2 separate regions of the Rattus norvegicus genome follow, and region 1 is linked to region 2. A link is a contact called in public Hi-C data. All regions are on one chromosome and are shown on one strand. The core of a region is the stretch at or near the end of the contact, and the rest is flanking DNA. Distances in the headings are between cores, read along the strand shown.

Region 1 (7,132 bases), core at 3,293-5,792, 520 kb after region 2:
TGGGAAGCACTTTCACAGTATCTTTTAAAGTAAATTATACTTAATGCTTTAATTAGTATTTGTTGACAAAATTTTGTGAAAAGAGTTGCAATAAAATTTTCAATTAACATGCTTTGGGTTATTTTAAATTGTTGGTTGGGGTGATTACTTTGTGAAGACTATTTTTCAAATTGATAAAATCTACCCATTAAATTTTAAAAATAAAATCCATAATAACAGAATGAATTAGGATACATATTTTTCATTAATAAGGACCAAGTCGTGGAATTAGGCATGTGATCCAATACAAGGCTCAGTTTTAAGGCACATTTAACCATGAAAAGCGGCATTATTACTACAGTCCATATGATGACGTAGTGTTGGACCTGACTATAACCATGTGTTGTGGGACATATATAACAACTAAACATTTGCATTCCTTCCTAAAATGCTGGAGTGGGCGGAGTCAAGATGACTTTTCTACCAGGAGCTTCTGGAATAAAGACAGGACTACATAAAGAAGCTCAGAATTGTTAACATTCTAAAGACTTCTCCATCCACCATGATGGAAGCCTTTTCTAGTTATGAAAATATTGTGCATACTATTTTACATTACATACTAATTTGATCACACTTAATGTCATTTGTGTGCATATATGAAATGCTAAATTAAAATATTATATTCTAGATACAATTACAAAATATTTCCTGAAAGGACATACTTTGTTATGCTTTTTAATCATTCCAAAGTTTTGATTACATGTGTTAAAGGGCATTTGATAAGTCATACATATTTCACGTAACATAAAATATTGAATGTTAATAGGTACACAAATATGGATATTGTCAGATGGTAAAAGGAATACAATGAGCAGTTTTTAGTTTGTAGAAATTAGTAGTCTACATTTTAAAGAGGGAGAGTCTGTCTTTCATTACAAGTTCTGATGTTATAGTTAGATGATCCCCTTATGTATTCCAGGGCAAGCTACTGGCAATGCCAACACTGCTTCATGTTATTGGTAATAGCACTGTTGCTATTACAGATGTGGTGCAGCCAGGCTTAGGATTAGGTGCTAATGCTCTGTAGTAAGGAGTATGCAGTCTCATGTTATACTTGTGGACATATGTAACACAACACAGAACACAAGTCATTATTTGGAGAGCTCTGTGTTAGCCCCCTTAGTGCCATTCTTGAAGCCTTTGAATATACAGGAACAGAAAGAATTCAGTCATCACTGATTATATGGCAAGAGTTCTCTAATACATGTGGCCATAAAGCATCAGAGAAGCCTTTCTAGAAAACAAGAGAAAAAAATTCATGCAGTTGCTGTTACCTTCAAGAGGAAAAGTCATAGAATGGAGACAATAGAAGGACATCATTATCTATCTCATCTCACAATTTAAAGGAACAATGATGCTTCAGTAAAACCAAAGTTTTCTCTTTTCTGTTCACAAAGCACTATCTGACAGTCCAGTGGCTGAAAGTTACTACTTGAAAGTTTCTTCCCCACACACCAAAATATTACGTTCCCACTAGAACAGATAGCTAGCCTAGACTATGATAGTTAACTATGATAGTTACTTGTCATTTACTAACAGGAAAACAATATAGAAGAGTTAATTTTTCTATGTGAAAAGCAATCTAAAATGAATATATTTACAAAAAGAAATTTCAGTAATGAGTGACTAAATTACTGGTTTACTATATTATACCATACCATACATTTACTCCTTCTGTTTTGCCAGAGGGGTTAGCCTTCCTAGGGGAAGGCGGATATTTCCCTGAGGAGAGAAGGAGTCCGGGGATGGTCAGGGTAATTTCACACCTCTGACTATCAATAAGACCTCTTCTGTAGCTCTGACTTGCTAGGAACCAGGTGCTTCCTTAGTTATACAAGTTTCTCAGAGCAATGACAGACTAATGATGATCCAAGTGGTTCAGATTATAAGCTTGATTTTGCATTACATGTCCAGTTACAATATCAGACACAATTAGAATTTACAAATAGATCGATTCTAGTTATACACCCTAGAACTCCAATTTAAAGAATCTAAAATTATCTCCTATAAAGCAAGCACAATTATTATATGACAAATTGCTTTTACATTGAAAATGTTTGCTATTTGAAAGCACTCCCTTCAGACAGAAAATATCTCAACTGGTCTTTTATGAACAGCAAATACAAATACCTAACTTCCTTTACTACATGTTTCATTATCTATGCTATGAAGTACAAAAAGTTTATTTTAGTCAAATCTAAAAGTTTACTAAGTCAAGCTAAATTCTTGGATTCCAGGTGTATACCCTGTAGGTCCTCAATCTTTAGACTACATCTTCAAAGAGCTCTTAAGCCTACAATGAAAGGAGACCTTGACCTGTAGCCAAGTCTTCTGGCCAGTAAGAGGTTGTCAGTTGTTCCCCCACCAATTATACTGTGAATTTGCTCAGGGGCAGACCCCTTAAGAAAATGCCAAGAGTAATGACCTCATCTAGCTCAGTGCTTATCTGAGCTTAATGATCTCCAGGGCAAAAGGAAGGCTCCCAAAGAGTGGCCAGATAACGTTAATTGTAGGATTTTTCCTACAAAGACTCAGACATTATTTTCTCAGGAAAAGAGATAAAATGAATCATAGTGCAAAAAGTTCCAAAAAGTGCGACATACAAACTACCAAATCAAATGGTTCGAGATAGAAGGATAGGGATTGCATCAGTCTGGTCCATATTGCTGGGCTGTGTTAAGGAGCTCTGCTGGTAATCAGACTCATGCATTTCCCACTGTATATGACTGTGCCACTGTTTATAAAAAATGAAACTGTCAATGAGCAATGGTACCAATGCTAGCTTTGTTTGCTTTTGTTTCGCTGTCTCCCGGTTGCATCAAGCGCTGTGCTGAGATAATGGATGCAATGCACAGCATCTGAGGCTTTGCACTGTGAAGAAATTGCTCATGCATTTCTTGGAAAATGTCTATGATTAAGAAACACAGTGTATTCTTCTGTTCCATTTAAATTGATTCACGGCCAGGTACATTGCCAAAGAGTGAATATCATGTGTCTCCATAAAATACTTGATTGCTAACTATACTGAATGTGTGATAGGAAATGATTCAACTTTTCTTTCACTTTAAACATAGCACAAATGAGCTTGTAAATAAAATTCATTCATGCTTAAAATTGGTAAAAGTCCATTAATTTCATGTATACTTTTATTTTACATATTTATTTCGTAGATCTCCAGCATCCTGGATGTGCTCCTTCATGCATTAAGTTCCAAGCAAACACTTTCATCTGCTCTGCAGCCAACTTCAAGTCCTAGTCTTTAAATCCACTTGGCTCAGAGAAAGAGCTCTGCTTTAAATCCACTTGGCTCAGAGAAAGGACTTTGCCGCACAGATACTGCAGGCAGTGGAGAACAGTTAGAGTGGAGAGGAGAAACACTGTAGAGGATATGATTCCCAAACAGACTCATTCCCTTTTACAGTCAGTCAGGCATATAAAGATATCCATTAGTCATAGAAGGAAATCTGAGCTCACACTATGCTTTAATGCACACTTGTATATGCTTGTGGTAGCTTCATACCCATTTTGAACTATTATAACTTAAAACAGCCCAAGTAGTTACAGATTTAATCATCATTTTATAGACACAAGTTCATTTTAGCGGGATAAGTTTAGGAGGAAAAATATTTCTTAGCATCATGTGTTCTGTCTCTGGGTACAAAATATAGACTAAAGCCAATGATACGTTATAATACTCAATAATTTTCCTATTAGTTGGATGCAGAACAGAGAGAGGATGCTCTTAGTGAGCAAATTCATTACTGAGCTGTATGATGTTATTTCTCAAACAAAGAAAGGATCCAATTCAAGCCAGTTTAAAAATACATGTAAATGCAGGGTTATTGGGAAACTGTTCTTGAGCAGGCAAATTCCCTGGCTGTAAAGGAGATCAGGAAAGTCACCATGGGGAGGGAGATAGAAGGAAGGATGAAGAGAAAGAGAGAAAACTAGAAAGCATGCAGAAAAAAAGGAAAAGGGTGAGAGGAAGAAGAGAGAGAAGGAGAAGCAGAGAAAAGAGAGGGAGAGATCACAATGTCTGAATTATGTAGCAAAGCGTCTCTGGGGAAGGGGAAGCCCAGGCTGAAATGTTCAGGGTTAAGTGTCAGGTATGCCATGTAGGAACTGAGGGATATTGAGACAACCTGGAGGCCAGGTCTGCTTTGGTATGTTAAATATGTACTTCAAGTGTTTGTTCCAGGTTCGGAAACCCAATAGTTATATAATTTCTAGATAATACATTTTCAGCATTCAACCTTGAAAAACAAATCCTGTACCTTTGACTATCTTCAATTTCTCCAAGTGTCTGAGTAGACCATGCAGAGGGAAAAAAAAATTGAGCAATTGATTTAAATTTTAAACAAAACACTTTTCATCCTATCAAAGCAGAAGCAGAAATTCACTTTTTCGGTAAGAATTTTCAGTCCATCCCTTCGCTCATACAAGTGTAACTTTATAGCTGGTCCCTAAAAGGGGGCGGGTCTTCCTGGAAGTTCTGCTTAAGTTGCTTTCACTTTGGTTTCCGAAGCTGCTGAGACTTCAGGAGGCTGGTGATTGCTGAACTTTGCTCTCTCTGGGAAGAGTCCTGCCCGATCTCTCTAAAGGGTAAAAGCCTTTTTTTTTTCCTAGTTAACAGCATAACGTATTTATTATAAATGGCTTTTAGTGGGAAACCGTGGGGTCTGAGTTGCTGTGGGGCAGAAACTCACACTGGGGTGTGTTTCCAGAAGATTTTACTTGGTTGTTAGTACATAAATTACCTCAATTTCAGATTCATACGCTTGCTCCCTGCCTCCTTCTGGAAATCGATATCGGCTGGAAAACTTTAAAAAATTTTTTTTTTCTCCCTCGCTCCTCCCCCTCCTCCTTACTTCTCTCCACACTCCAGCCCTGTTTCTCTCTGACCTCCCTCTTCAACCTCTTCCTTCAGTTTACAAGAAGAGTTTTTTGTTTATTTGTTTGTTTTCCTTTTTCTTTTTCTTTTTCTTTTTCTTTTCTTCTGGTTTCAGGTTACTTTTTCCTATCGAAGTGCAGCTTTGATTATCCACCCGCCTTGATCCGTTGCAGCCCATAAAACCTTCCCTACAGCTCTTGGGGAAATTGAAGTTGTGCCTTCTGTACATATCTGGAGCTGGGGTCTTAGATGGAGAGGCTAAGGGTTAGATAACTATTTTTATTCAAGGCTCTTCAATCCACACAGTACTTTCCTTGGCTTGAAGCACAGGTTTCACTATCTCCCTGAAGCTGTAAACAGCAGGGGTGTGGCAGGCTGACTCACCTAGCTTTCTGCCTGCAATTAAGCTGCCCACTGGAACTACTGTTAGAACCGCTATAGCTGCATCCAGTTTAAGGCTATAACTTTGGTCCTATCTGTAGCCAGTCTTTAACTCAAGGAGTGTTACCACTTGTCACATCTGATTGACTCTGGAAGCCGGGAGGACTAGGAGGGGGTTGGAATCAGGAAATAAATATTTCATTGTAATTGATACCTCTCTCTTCTCTTAGCCTCCTGCAGTGGCCACTGTCAGCCTGAGATCTCTGCTGCCAGACGCAGTCTAGTCTATTCTTCAGCTGTGCTGCTCCTAGGTGACTCTCCTACTATAAGCTTCTAGCTGGTACCAGAAATTTTTCTGCCATATTCCAGGCTCCTTCATGGGCCCCAGGGAAAGTCCTTTCTTGTGCTACTGTGCTTGCTCTCCTCTTCTTCCTGTCCCTCCTCCCCTCCTTTTCTTCCTCCCCCTCCTCCTCCTCTTCCTTGCTTGCCTACTACCTCTCTGTTGCTGGCCAGATCTGAGCCATTCTAATTCTGTCAGACTTTTCCTAGTGATCAAATTACAGATGTAGAACACAGCTGGTGCATGTGAATTTGCCCTGCAGCAGGGATGTGCCCAGTGCCTGTGACCAGGCAGCAGCCAAGTTCACTGTGGTGTGACCCTACATTAGACTTGAAGATGACACCTGCTCAGGTCTCACTGGCCAAGCTGCTCTGACTGACTGAAAGATGGCTGGGTGATCCCGCAGGCCCAATCTTAGGTGACTCCATGCAGCCACCTGCAAGGAGACCCTGTGTGGATGGAAATGGAGATCCATGGAGCTCAGCCTAGTAAAATGCTGGCCAAATCTTTTCTGGAATTGTGGGTGGTAAATATGAACTTGTTGTTGGGATGTCTTGAACAACTTTGAGGTCCCCTACACAGCCTTCAGAATCTTAGATTGGAATTGCTCTGGGGTGGAAAGCTGATCTTTCAAAAGGGTTTTCCAGCCAGTCTGAAAGACAGGGCTGGACTTCTAGGGAACTTGGAACCATCACTGTGCTTCTGGACAAACATGATAAGGTTCCCAGATGTGCCCTTTCGGCTCCTTATGATGCAGTTCCAACAAAAACCACCCTTGTTGGTATTGGGCACTGAGGTCACATAGAATGACAATGGGGAGAGACAAGCTAGTGCATGGTCAGGTTAAGAAAGTCCTACAAAAGCTCCCAGGGTTATCACAAGCTATCATTAGGATTAGATCAATATCTACACTCTGGATAAAATAATCATGTAAATCATAACCTGGAAAAAATCACTCTATCTCTTTGTCATCATATCATACTTAAGATTTATATATCATAGTCAATTTAGGAAATATAATTGGCAAAGTCTATTTCAAAAGAAAAATATTGTACATATAATCTCTTTATTCTTGAGAATGTCTTTCCAAATATATAGTATTTTTAATTATTTTTTGAAAATTGTATAGATGTGTGAAATGTATTTTGATTATGTCCCCATACCTGCCCCATCCTCACTGTCTAGCTCCTCCTGACCCATAACAGATCATTTCCCAACTGCATATCTTCAATATTTTACTTAATCTATTGAATCCAATAGTGTCTACATATGAATAGGTATGGGGTCATAAATTGGAGTAGGTACAGTGTACCAAGGACAAAATTCCGTGAAGGAAAATTTTCTCCCATCCCATGTAGTTATGAACTGCAAAACTCCTCAGGTAGGGATTGGACTGTATGTCCCCCTCCATGATCTGTGCTAGATATTGATTGATTTGACAGGACCTTCAGGCATGTCTTAGGTAGGTAAGAACCCCTGCT
Region 2 (6,474 bases), core at 2,102-4,601:
CTGCATGCTAGGATTATGTCTGGAACTAGACCTGCAGGTAACATCTGGTGGGTTGCCCAGGCTGTCCTCCTACTCCTGTTCTCAGGAGATGCTCCCAAGTGCTGGGATGACAGGTATGTTGCCACCATGCTGGCTAGGGATCTTCAGGTGAGATGAAAGACTGGAATCTGTGGTCCTGGTTACGTCAAACAGTGGGGACACCAGTGTTCTGAGCAGTCTGTCATCTTGGACTTACATTCCATGTAGTTCACATGAACACTGTGAGATTTCTGCACTGGTTGCCTGTTCTCATTTGAAACCTGTCTGCAGATATCTAACAGTGGGAGTCTCCATGAAGTTTGTGTCACCCTGAGGATGTGGCTATACTAATAAAATCAGACAGCGTACAAACATAGCCGAGGTTACAAACAAGACTACCAGGCTGGGGCCACTAAGTGATAGGGTGCTACTCTGGCATGGTGAGGGCCCAAGTTCTGTCCTTGTCAACTTAATAAGCAAGCAAACCAACATCTGCTGGGGATGTAGCTCAGTGGTTAAGCACTTCCCTAGCATATGTGAGGTCCTGGGCTCCATCCCTAGGACTAAACCCTCAACCCCTACCCAAAACTCAGCAGGTTGAGGCATCACTGTCAAACCTGAGGGCTTGAGTTTGATTCTCAGGCCCTCTCTGATACAAAAAGAGAACCCCCCCCGGTTTGGGTTTGACCCCCACATGTGTGTCATGCCTGTCCCATGTCGAGAGTATAATTAAGGAAAGCATGAGTAAGTGGTTGAGAAGCACTCACTGCTCTTGCAGGAGACCTGAATTTGCATCTCAGAACAAACTGCATGTGGCTCAGAAGGTTTCAGGGTAGAACTGGATATGTGACCCTGTGCTAACAGCACTGTCCAGAGTGGGGAATGCAGCTTCTGAAGTGGAATGCAGGCCTGGCCTCCAGACCTCCACCTTCAAGGCCTCTCTTGAGAGCCTGATGCCATGGCAAAAGAGACTCCATCTTTCCAGACGACCACTGTAGTCAAATGACACCTCAGTGATGAAAACTATCAGTCCCCAAAGGCATGCCACTAAGCAGAGATAGCCTCAGTCTTGCACCTCTGCCCACCCCTAGTTCTTCGTGTCAATAACTCAATCCTTTCATGAAGTAGATGGCAATACTTTGAGGCAGGAGGATCAGGATTGGCCAATCTGGGCTCTATGAGACTCTCTCCCAGAAATCAGAGCTAGCAAGAAATTCAGCATGTAAGCTCTTTGTAACCAAGCTCAATGACTCAGTGCAGAGCCTGGGACCCCACATGGTAGGATAAAGTGACTCCCATGGTTTTTCCTCTACCTTCAACACCCATGCTTTGGCATGCACACCCCTACAATGAGATTAATACACATGGAACAAAAAATTAAACAGAAACATTAATGAAGACAATGCAGATAACCCCCCTTTTTTTTAAAGGATCCTGGGCGCCCTCACTTTTCACTTTACTTCCCTTTGTCTTGGGAACCACACCTGCACCAGAGGCAGCAGGCTTTCTGCAAGAAAGACTGGAGAAATGTACTGTTCATCCAGCCAGAGAGCTGTGTAAAGACCAGAGCCTTCTGCCTTTTTCTGATAGTGGGAGCTGGGCCCAAGTGTGGGCTGCTCCTACTAGAGGCACCAGAAGAAGAGTACCATCTTCCTCACACCTTCCCTCAATCCTCAGATGATTCTCTTTCAGAAATGGCTCAGAGCCTCTTAGGACAGAGAGGGACCAGAGCTTCCCCCAAAGCAAGATCCCTGTCTTATCTGACAGGTATGAGGACTTAGGGATGGGACAGAGGATTTGACAAGGCTACATGTAGCACAGGGACTGGGTTAATAATGCAATCAAAGAGGAAAGAAACCTGGAACATTCCTCACCTGTTCTTTTGCTCTATTCATAGGGATGAGGTAGCAGTGTGGGGTAGAGGACTATGATACAACACAGCCTTCTCTGCAAATGGTAACTTTTCTAGGTTGCCTGGCCACTATGGCCAGCAACTCTTCAACTTTGCCACTCTACTACCAAGGCTAACATGACTGGTGGACCAGGTAGCAATAAGACTTTACTGACTTAGCGACATTTGGAATCACACAATGATCATGTGTCATAGAAGAGTTTTTTTTTTTTTTTAGAAAAGGATTAAAAAAAACTATTTATTCTGTCCATATGAGTACACTCTCCCTGTTTTCAGACACAGCAGTAGAGGATATTAGATGAGATTAGAAATGGTTATGAGACACAATGTGGTTGCTGGGAATTGAACTCAGCTCCTCTGGAAGAGCTTAACCACTGAGTCAGCTCTCCAGCCCCAGTATATTGTATTTTCAATATTGTTTGTCTTTATTTCTTTTTTCACCTATGTCTGTATGGTGTTTCTGTGAGTACAAGTGCTCACGTGTCCCTGTATATACCATGGTGCCCGTGTAAAGTCAGGGACAACCTGAGCATAGGTTCTCACTTTCTACCTCTCATCCATGGCTGTGTATGCTAGGCTAGCCCTTCCCCCTAATCCTAGAGACTGTCTACTTTAGGCTCTTATCTCCCTGTGGGAAATGCTGGATGACAGACACTATTGCATCCAGTTTTATGTGGCTTTTAGGGACCTAAACTGTTGTTGGGCTTGTTCAGTATGACAATAAATCCCATTTCATAGCCCTGGCTGGGCCAGGCAGCTCACAGGTGTTTGCCGCTCTTGCAGAAGACTTGAGTTCAGTCTCTAGCACCCAGGTCAGGTGGCTCACAACCACCTGAGACTTAGATCCAGGGAATTCCAACCTCTTCTGGATTCACCTACATGTTGAAAGCAGGGCTGGGAGCTGGAGGCTTCTGGTGTTGGCTTCTCCCTGCAGCAGGGGGCAAATCATGGGAGAACATGGGACCCTGTAACTCTACAAACTGCAGAAGCTCCTCTTGTCCCTCAGAGTGCCCCAGAGCTTGCCCACCGCTCATGGAGGCTTCAGTAACATGGCCTTGTCCTGACCTGTGTGCACTGTGCATCCTCACTCTCTACCCCCTCCTTTTCGGGGTTGGAAGTCTCAGGTGTAGGAGGCTCCTACCATAGGAATCTTCTCTTAGCATTTCAGCATTTTACATTTTATGTAGTTTGTGGTGTTCCTGTGCCATGATATGCACATGGAGAGCAGTGGACAAAATGTGGAGTCAGTTCTCTAGTTTCACCAGATGATCAATCTGAGGTCATGAGGCTTGGCGGCAAAAGCCTTTACCTGCTGAGCTGTTACACCCACTTGACCTTTACCGAAAATCCTTTGCTGTACACAGTTACATCAGCCTGTGACTCACATCCTCCAGAATCTTATGACTCTCCATGGGTGTGGAGCTCTCATAGTTAGTCAGTGCTAAAGGGGAATGCAGCAAGTCTTTCGGGAACTTAGAGCTCCTAAGGCTTAGGAAAATGTCTGTACTGGGATTAAACTCATGCTGCCATGTAGAGATACATTTTTCCTTTAAAACTAAACTAAAAGAAAAAAATCACATTGATTATCTCACTAGATGTTGAAAAAGCCTTTCAGTACATCCAGCACCCCTTTATAGATTTTAATAGATTTGGAGAACTCTTGGATTCAAGAGGCATAGCTGAAAATAAGAAAAGATATATATATATATATATATATATATATATATATATACACACATATATATATATATGTATGTGTGTGTGTGTGTGTGTGTGTGTGTGTGTATCTCAAGCCAATAACAACATTAGATTAAATGGAGAGAAAATTAAAGCAAAACACTAAAATCACAAATAGGACAATGGTGTGAACTCTCCTTCTCTATCTATTTAATATAGAACTTGAAGTTCAAGCTAGACCAATAAGACAACTAAAGCTCACCAAGGTGATTCAAATTGAAAGAGACAAAGTCAAAGTATTGCTATTCACAGATGATATTATAGTATACATAAGCAACCCCATAAATTCTACCAGACACTCTTACAGATACCTTCGGTAAAGTGGCTGGATACAGTATTAACTGTATCCGTAGCTCTTCTTTATCTATAAACTGGCTGACAAAGAAAGAAAGGAAACAGCACCCTTTACAATAGCTACAAATAGTACAAAATATCTTGTTAAACTTTAACCAAAAAGTGAAATACATGTACTCCATGAATTTCAAGTGTCTAAAGAAACTTGAGGAATATATCAGAAGATGGAGAGATCTCCCATGCTCATGGATGGGTAGGCTTTACCTAGTGAAAATGGCCATATGACCAACAGCAACCTACAGTTCTCATAAAAATAGCAACACAGTTCTTTACTGAACTTGAAAGAACAGTTAACAACTTCATATGGAAAAGCTACAAACCCAGGATAACTAAACAATCCTGAACAATAAAAGAACTTCTAGAGGTATCACCATCCATGACCTCAAGCTGTACTACAGAGAAGTAGTAATAGAAACTGCATGGTACTGGTTATAAACAGACATAATTATTAATTGAACTGAGTCAAAGATCCTGAAATAAACCCATACACCTCTGAAAATTTGATTTTTGACAAAGAAGGCAAAACCATACAATGGAACAAAGACAGCATCTTCAGCAAATGGTGCTGGACTAACTGGACGTCAGCATGTAAAAGAATGGAAACAGATCAGTTTTATCACTGCATGAAACTCAATTCCAAGTGGATTAATTGTAAAAACAGGTACCGTAAGTCTAAAAAAAAAACAGTGGGCAATAGCCTTTAACACACTGGTACAGGAGACAACGTCTTGAACAGAACACCAATGGCTCAGTTTCCAACAACAGCAATAAATAAATGGAACATTTTGAAATGGACAAGCTTCTTAAGATAAAAGACACTGTTATTAGGAAAAATGGCAGCCTATAGATTGAGAAAGTATCTTCACCAATCGTACATCGGACGGAGGGTTAATACCCAAATCTGTAGAACTCAAGAAATTAGAAACCAACAACCCAGTCCCTGACACTACTAATGATATTCTGTTATCATTGCAGAGTAGCTAGAAATTCTGCTCTGAGTGGCTCTACCCAGTAGCAGACAGAAAGAGCTACAGAGACCCACAGTCAAACATTTGCTCGAGCTCAGGGAATCCTGTGGAAGAAGTGGGCAGAAGGATTGAGGGACCTAGTGGGATAGGAAATCCACAGGAAGGTCAGCAGAGTTAACTCACCTGAACCTTTGGTGTCCCAGAGACTGAACCCTCAACCAAAGATAATACATGGGGTAGACTGAGACCTCCTTCCCTTTCCACCCTTCACATATGTAGCTTGCTTTTCACACAAGTCTCCCAACAAATGCAGCAGGAGCTATTCCTGTCTCTGTTGCTTGCCTATGTATCCTGTTCATCTAACTGGGCAGCATTGTCTGGCCTCAATCAAAAAGGTTGTGCCTAGTCGTGCAGTGACTTGATGTGCCAGGGCTGGTAGGGGGACCGAGGGGGAGTGGCTGCTCCCTCTTCTCAGAGAAGGGGAGTGGGAATGAGGGGAGAAGCAGTGTGAGGGAGGGGGTACTGGGAGGATTGGGGGTGGCTGTGCTACAGCTGAGTAATAAATAGACAAATCAATGGGGAAAAAAAGAGCCTAGTTTATACTATTTTAAGAAAAGTGATCATTTACAATATAAACAAAAACAATTTGCATTGCAGGAAACTGTCCTTGGTAATTTTATTTACTGATAACATCTTGCACTCACACAGAATAGAAAACACATGATGTTTTTCTGACTTAGGCTTGTTTAATTTACTTAGTAATATCTCCATGAGATGAATCCAGTTTCCTACAAATGACATAATTTCAATATTCCATATGGTTGAAAAAATCCGCTGTGTATATAAACTTCATCTTTATCTATTCTCTGGTTGTTTAACAACTAGGTAGTTTCCATTATTTACTTACATTTTTTAAAAGTTGCATGTTCTTGAGCATCTCTGAGACCATTGTTTCATTCCTTGTAGAATCATTGTGCTACAGTTGGCCATATCTAAGTAGATAATGTGGATTTGGTTTTCAATAAACATTGTTTTATACACAGCTGTTTAATTTCTTGTAACTCCTCCTATATGAGGGATGGAGTCTTATTTACTTTTCTGTTCATAATGCCTCTGCATAACACATTGAGGGCCTGAAAATTATTTCATGAATATAAATATACATAGATGATCATTTACATAAAAATTTTCTCTATAAATGTTGACTTGGGAGTTTTGTGTGATTACTAAAAAGTGATAGAGCTGGGTCATATAGTAATTCTATTTCTGGTACCTTGAGAAACATCTATACTGATTTTTATGTTGTCTAAAAGAATTTATTCTCCCACCAGCAGTACAGAAAAATTCCTTTTAATTCATACCTTCCTCAGCATTAATGTTGCCTGTTTGCTTGGTGGTTGCCATTTTGAATGAGGTGAGATGGAATCTCACTGCAGAGCCTACATGCTTTTCTTTGGTTACGACTTATTTTTGAACTTTTGAAAC

Evidence for each region. A called contact is a pair of places that touch in the nucleus more often than the background predicts.
Region 1: a contact with region 2 is called in a Hi-C map of the A7r5 cell line, with 2.5 times the contacts expected there. The contact joins the promoter of Vwa5a here to the enhancer-like site in region 2. A contact is called at or near these places in 2 of 12 Hi-C or Micro-C datasets (the A7r5 cell line and Schwann cells).

What each region holds. Positions count from the first base shown.
Region 1 is chr8:47,707,844-47,714,975 of GRCr8, forward strand. It overlaps Vwa5a (von Willebrand factor A domain containing 5A), which reads left to right and starts at 4,543. Exons shown (of 19, transcript NM_001393948.1): 1 at 4,543-4,641.
Region 2 is chr8:47,188,045-47,194,518 of GRCr8, forward strand. It overlaps the pseudogene Haus8-ps1. Among named protein-coding and RNA genes, the nearest start is that of Or8b101d, 8.8 kb to the right of the region's middle. Within about 2 kb of position 3,352, at least 12 of the 93 cell types and tissues checked have an H3K27ac peak or open chromatin away from gene starts, as enhancers often do. A contact at or near this core is called in the A7r5 cell line, where this site is marked.